Linked DNA regions of Rattus norvegicus: region 1 is linked to region 2. The links are chromatin contacts, called in public Hi-C maps. All regions are on one chromosome and are shown on one strand. Each heading gives the region's core, a stretch centred on a gene start, on an enhancer-like site or on the middle of the called end of the contact. The rest is flanking DNA. Distances are from core to core; before and after follow the strand shown. Region 1 has its middle 37 kb from the start of Ptpn1. Region 2 holds the start of Ube2v1 (ubiquitin conjugating enzyme E2 V1).

Evidence for each region. A called contact is a pair of places that touch in the nucleus more often than the background predicts.
Region 1: a contact with region 2 is called in a Hi-C map of liver, with 3 times the contacts expected there. The contact joins the enhancer-like site here to the promoter of Ube2v1 in region 2. A contact is called at or near these places in 4 of 12 Hi-C or Micro-C datasets (Schwann cells, kidney and liver).

What each region holds. Positions count from the first base shown.
Region 1 is chr3:177,018,770-177,022,317 of GRCr8, forward strand. No RefSeq gene overlaps it. Among named protein-coding and RNA genes, the nearest start is that of Ptpn1, 37 kb to the right of the region's middle. Within about 2 kb of position 1,367, at least 13 of the 93 cell types and tissues checked have an H3K27ac peak or open chromatin away from gene starts, as enhancers often do. A contact at or near this core is called in liver, where this site is marked.
Region 2 is chr3:176,757,550-176,761,024 of GRCr8, forward strand. Ube2v1 (ubiquitin conjugating enzyme E2 V1) reads right to left here and starts at 1,625. Exons shown (of 4, transcript NM_001110345.2): 1 at 1,562-1,625. The coding sequence starts at 1,583.

The DNA of each region.
Region 1 (3,548 bases), core at 117-2,616, 260 kb after region 2:
TGTGTAGTGAGTGGGTAGATGGATGGTGGATGGGTGGATGGTGGGTGGATAGTGAATGATGGGTGAGTGGGTAGATGGTAGGTGGCTGGTGGATAGATGGGTAGGTGGGTGGAAGGACAGGTGAATGACAGATTGGTAGAAAATAGAAGGATGGGACAAGCATGACAAGATGAAGAAACCATTGATGAGAGGCAGGGGAGAGCATGTCTGTCCCTGGTGATTGTCCCTCTGTCCTGGGGAAGTCCGTGGGCCGGCAGCTCTCAGCGGCAGCAGGCTCCAGTTGTGAGCTGTCTTCCTGGGGTTTTAATTTCTTAATGAAGTCCCATTAAACATTAGGAAACTCTCATTAAAGTGTTTATAGATTTTCTTGCAAAATTGATTCAGAAACAATGATCTTGGCCCCAGGGGACCCCCACTCCCCATTTCCAAGGCACCCGTGTTTTCCTCATAACAAAACCACAGGGAAATGAAAACTGCTTCTAAACCCGCTCTTCATCAAAAGTGGGGGAAACCAAGTCAGGCGTGTGGCTCGCACCCGGGATCCCAGCACTCAGGAGGCAGGAAGATTTTGTGGACAGCCTGGGCTATGGAGAGATCTTGACTCAAAACACCAAAAATGACAACGTGAGGAAATGACAGCAAGTGCTTGCAAGAGAGCTCAGTGGGTAAGGGGCTTGCTGCCAAATCGGACTGCCTGAGTTCTATCCCCAGAACCCATGTGGGGAAAGAGAGAACTGACTTCTTACAACTGTCCTCTGACCTCTACATACGCACAATGGTACGTATGTACGCTCACATACACACTGAATAAATGTAAAAAAGAAAAGAAAACTAGTAATAAGGGTGTATCGTGTATAAGTGGAGGATGTAAGGTCAGAGGCACGAATGATGCGTGTTCTCCTGCTGGACCACAGGGCGTAGCGGTCAGAGGCGCAGACACTGGAGCTGGGTGGCCAGGTTTGGAACCCTCTGAGCTTCCACCCTCTGTAAAAAGCAATGGTGCCTGGCGCCCATCCTTGCCTCACAGGCCACTGAGCTGTCCTTGTGTGTGAAGCTCCCAGCCAGAGTTGGCTTCTGTCCCCTATGTGACCTGGGCAAAAGAAATTCTCATCCGCGGGGCACCACGGGGCACATGAAAAAGTCTACAGAGAGCCTGGACTCTCTTTCAGCGGTAAGAGCTACCACTTCTGTAGGACCCCGCCCCCAGTGAAAAATGATGGAGGCAGGAACCCAGGCCTCAGAAAACACGTCCCCAGCTGCACTGCGCTGAGTCACACAGTTCTGCAACCCCGAAGTCCCTGTAGGGGAGTGGAAGGTGAAGGAGCTGCCCATGTGTGACAGGGGATAGTCCCTCTGCCCCGGAGCCACCCCAGCTAGCAGGATCTTCAAGCCCCACGCTTGCCTGAGGGAGGCTGTTTATGGCCCTTCACACTAAGCAAGGAACATGTCTCCAGCGCCTCCCAGTGACCGAGACCTTGAACTACATGTACTTCCGGCCCAGGGTAGATAGTGGGAACCCTCTAGTTTCACCATGGCAGAAGCTTGGCAATGAGGAGGCTTACAGAGGGTAACCGCAGAAGTGACAAAGACGTATGGATGTGGAGTTGAGCACTCTGTCACCCAGTAGTCGTGAGACCTCGGGCGAAACCTGACTCTTCTGGGCTTCGGCTTGCCTCTCTGTAAAATGGGGCTGGAGCGAGCGGGTTGTCGGTCTTGTGGGCGGGGTCTTCTTAAGATCGCAGGGAGGGCGGTGTGGGTCCGATGCTGCGTCGTTCATCAGAGCCGCAGCTGTTCACGGTCCATCTTGATAGGTTCTCAAGGATGGCCTTGGACTTCCGACTTCCCTGTTACACCTCCTAGGTATAGGGATTGCAGGCATGAGCCACCGGAGCGCGTTTATGCATTGCTGGGGGTCGAACCCAAGGCTTCGTGAGCCCCTGAGCCACATCTCTAGCTCCAGACGAAAAAAATCCTTAAACAGACGTCAATAAATAATTTTAGCGCAAAGGCACACGGACAGAACAGAGGGTGAACCACCACAGCCCACGGGATTCCGTCTTTGTTTCATACATCATGCTTAAAGCGAGCACATTGCTAACATATGCGACACCAAAGTCTGCATTCCCTCAGCCCTATAAAGACCCTCAAACCCAAATAGGAGCACACACCTGTCATTTCAGCACTTGGGCTACAGAGCAAGCTCCTGCCTCAAAATAAACAAAAGAAACAATTCTGCTTAGAAATAGAAAACAGGAAAACAAACAAACAAACAAACAAACAAACAAACAAAAAACCCTCAGCCTCTCTACAGAAAGCAAGGCAAATGGCCCACACATGCATTTCTTAGAACATATGTTTTCAAATTTATTTAGCCGGGAAGAGGCATGTGCATGCCATGGTGTGTGTGTGGTGTGTGTGTGTGTGTGTGTGTGTGTGTGTGTGTGGTCACATGACTTGTACAGGAGTCTGTTCTCTTCTTCATACAGGTCCAGGGAATCGAACTCAGGTCATCGGGCTTGGTGGCAAGCTCCCTCACCCATTGAGCCACTTCGCTGGCCCTGGACATGCATTTTAAAACTCCAGCCCTAACATAAAATGAATGGATGCTCCAGGCTAGACCTTGGAGACAGTTATGTCCTCCACCAGCTAGGTGGAGATAAAGTCTGACTATAGTAGGCCTGGGCTCCAAGCAGGAGGAACCAGGGCCTCCCTGGCGGCTGGGCTGAATGTCCCTGAGTAGGTTCAACCTTGAACACTTAGACAAAAGCCTGTGTCCTATGACAGACAGCGGAGCCGCTAGGAATGCATCAGAGGAAACAGACCGGTGTCTTGAGTGCACGGACGTTAACTGCATGGTGTTTGTTACCTATGAAGCCTGCAAACACCTCCAGCTATGGCCAGGGGCCCAGCGAGGTTCCAGTTTATGTTCAGACGGTGGAACGTCTGAAGCGTGTTTTCCTGGTGTTGGTCTGGAGGGATCACCAAGGTGCATTGTTAAGAGGAAAAAAGAAAACAAACTTGCTCAGAACAGGGCGTGGAGCCCGAGGGAGGACAGGAATCTGCTCACGTGCCTAGCACCTACCTCCTGGCTCTCTCAGCAACAATTCCTGAGACACAGTGACCATGAGGGCTTGCAGGAGGGGAGGTATGGGGTCCGGCCATCCATAGAATCTGAGAACAACCCACTCTGTCTTTGGGCAGCCAAGTCCTAACCTTATAACTCAGTCTAGGGTAGAGTTGTGACTCCACTCTTGCGAGCTATGCAGTACAAAGTGGTCCCCACCCCACCCCCAACTCTCTCTCTCTGCCTTGGTTTCCTATTATGGTATTTTCCCATATGTATTCATTTCTTGGCTGATTTTTTTTTTTTTTTTGGTTCTTTTTTGGTTCGGAGCTGGGGACCGAACCCAGGGCCTTGTGCTTCCTAGGTAAGCGCTCTACCATTGAGCTAAATCCCCAGCCCTTTCTTGGCTGATTTTTAAAAAGATTTATCTATCTATTTTATGTATACAAATACACTGTAGCTGTCTTCAGACACACCAGAAGAA
Region 2 (3,475 bases), core at 375-2,874:
TTGCTGTGGTGCTACTGTATTTATCTGCACTCCTGAGGCATGGGTAGGGCCTCAGAAGTGAGACGTGGCTGTCAAACTGGATCATGAGATGTTCTAAAGTAATTTCAATCAGTGCCACCCCAGTACTGGCTGCCAGACACTGCTCTGGGAGATGCCCTCCATCCCACCCCAGTCCAGCCTGACTCAGAGTTGGTCTTCCCAAGTGCCCATGACCATGTGTTTGTTGGTGAATGGACTGACTTGGCCCTGCGTAGTTTTCTCCAGGACACAACAGGCACTGTGTGGTGGATCGCTGCAGGCTGAGCCTCTCTGCTTCCCATCCCCACAACACCTGCTCTTGAGGCTCTTGAGCAGCTCCAAGACACTGCTGGTCTGTCCTTACCCCTTGCTCACCTCCACCACCAGGCTCCCGAGGGCGCAGACCCACACCAGAAGGGAGCACCCAGTCTCTCCTGAATCCTTCTTCACTGGAAAAGCAGACTCTTCTGCCTTCCCAGACCCCTTCACCAAACCCACTCCACCTTCTCTAGACTGCCAGACTCCATGCCCCTTAATCAAGTGCGAGTTGTTGGTACTAAGGCAGACCCTTCAAGATTCCCCATCTGCCCTTCTCTTAGCCCACTAGAGACCGGCAGAGCTTCTCTCGCAAAAGCACCCCCTTTCCCTCTTGTTATCCCTTCCATTTAGTCCAAGGGTTCTCATTTCACTGTTCCTCTCTTACCACACCAGATAATGGAGAGTTTCTGAGTTGAACCTACATATTTTCCCCAATTATCCGAAGGAGTAGAAGGAGTGACAATCACTTCCTCCATCCGCTCCGTGCAGGAAGAGGTTTTTCTCTAAAAGAAGCATCTGCGGGACTGCACCCCATCCCATTCTCCCCACCGCAGAAGCTTTCCCAACGGCGACACGGCCCAACAGACCTCCCCCCCAACACACAGACCAGGGCTTCCGAGGCACCTGCTCGCGCCCATCCAACGCGGCGCTCGGCTCTCAGCGCGCCTTCTGAAATCTATCCCTGGTCTCTGCAACCCAGGCCTGCTCCCACTGCAGACGCCTGGCTCAGCCCGTGCAGGTGCCCCGATTTCCAGGGGAAGCGACCACCATGATGCTCTCCCTCTCACAGCCCCGACCCTAAATTGGCGCGGGGCCCCGGGCGGCCTCGCCTGCCGCCCGTGGGGCTCCATCTCCTCCTGTGCTCCCTAGGGTTGCGCCCGCGTTCCCCCGCCAGGCACCCCCAGCTCCCAGTCGCTCAGGCCAGCTCCCAGTGGGACCTCGCCCGGGCATTCCCTAGCACACTCGGCCCCTCTGCCGGCCTCTCCTCCACCCCCCGCCCCCCGGAGGCGCCTGAGCCTCCGGCTTGGCCGCACCGCCCACGGCCCGGCTGCCCCCGCCCGGGCTTCCGGCCGCCGCCTGCTCGTTCTAGGCCCGGCCGCTCAGTGAAACGCAGCCACTGGCAGAGCGCGGAGCCCCGGCCAAGCCAGTATGGCCTCCGCTAGCCCCGGACTCAGCCCAAGCAGCCCGCGCTCCGTCTGCCAGCACGCCCGGCGCCCCCGCTCACCCGAGCCTGTGGTGGCTGCCATCTTGCGTCGCTGTCGCTCGAAGGCCGGCCCCTTCTTCACCCCCCCCTTGAGTTTTTCTCGGGCGCTGGTGCGCAGGCGCAGACGTAAGCGCAGGCGCAGACGGTGCCGCTGACGCCCGCTCGGGGTCGCAGGAGCCGGGCGGGAAGGGCTTTGCCCGAGTCTTCAGTGAGCGAGCACGAGGGCGGAGTAACCTGCAAGCTCCGCCCAGCCCGGGCGTGGGGGAAGAGTGCAGGTGCTCGGCGCCAGGGCCCCCGGGTGACCGTGCTCTTCCGGGAGAGCAGAAGGGGGAAGGGCTGCGGAACCCTGCGCCTGTTCCCAGGCTGTTTCCAGTCCTCACCAGTAGCGAAAATGAAACTGAGAGAGATGAAGTTCATCTCAACTGTTAAGTAGCTGAGTCAGAATTTGAACCCAAGCCAGGTGATCTTTGTTATGGGGTATCTGAAGAAAAACACACCGAAAGGCCTGAATACGTAAAATTGTGGACCACTACAATCTTTCCAGCATTGCTGCAGCTCTGGGGCATGCAGGGACAAGGTGCAGCTAGGGAGTCGAGAACCTACCTTCCTTGAGGCGGGCTTTCTTTTTGTTTGTCTAGGGGTTTTGTCTGAGACAAGATCTCAACTCAGCTGTCCTAGAGCCATTAGACAGAGGATGACCTTGAACGTCTGATTCTTTTGCTTCCACCTCCTGCTGGGGTTGCCGGCTTGTGTTACACCTGGTTTCAGAGTTCTTAGAGACTGATCCCAGGGCTTTGTGTCTGCTGTGCATGGTCTTTACTAAAGGCGCCAGATCCCTAGCTCTGCAATTTTCCACTCTTAGATTTAAGCATTCATTCACCCAGATATTTATTACACATCTATTATGTGGGAGAACTGAGCTAGGTGCTGGGGATGGCAACATCTCTGCGAAGTGAGATTACTCTTCTCAAGTACTTACGTTCTAGTTGGACAGAGAACGAGTAACAAATATAAATAAACATACGTTTTTACCTACAATAAGATAGGGGGTAAACCTATGAATGGGCAGCAGAACAATCAGGAAAGGCCTCCTGTCCCGGTCCCATTCCAACAGACTTTCCGGAGACCTGCTTTCAGAGCAAACCCATCACCAAGCCACCTTTGATGTGAAGGCCCTAAGGGGATGTGGATATAAAGGATGAAGTAGCCAGCTGGGCTGCAGGTTACACTGCTACCAGGACCAGCAGAGGAACAAGGAAGCTGGAGACCCTCGCCTGGTTCAGTCACCTCTCGTGAGGAAGTATGTGGTAAGCTCATCCAGTGCAGAAGATGCACACCAGACTAGAAGGAGTGTGTTCCACAGAACAGAGGGAACCAGGTCTCTAGACAGACTGGGAAGGGTGACTACACAATTCATAAGGCTCTGCACCCAGAGCTGGGGCCCATGACCTGTCTGTGGCCTTGTATTTATGGAGGCTTTCCCTGTGTCCCAGTGCTGTACCTGCTTGCCGAGGTGTATCTCCAGGTTTGAGTCCACAATACTACGGCAGCCTCAATCTGACATTACGACACATGCAGGACCTCCCTAGTGTGGCTCTGGCTCTTCTCAAGGCTGCTGGAACCTCACAGGGTCTCCTTGGCTTCAGAGCCTTCCGTCTTCCCTATTGTAACCGGCTCTGGAGATGCCAAGTTTTCCAGCTAGTCGCTTTTGCTTCACATGACACGAAGCGGCCTTTGGAAGCAGATAACTATTGCTCTGGACTTCGGGCCACTGAAAAGCACTGGGACGTAGAGCAAGCATTTGTCCCTTGAGGCTGACTCACTTCAGAAGTGAGAGTCTCGAGACTTGAGTCTTCGTTGTTTATCTTTGTGGGGGCTTCTGCTGAGAGGTTTGTAAAGATAGCTGGACATGGCACACCACTGTAATCTCAGCAG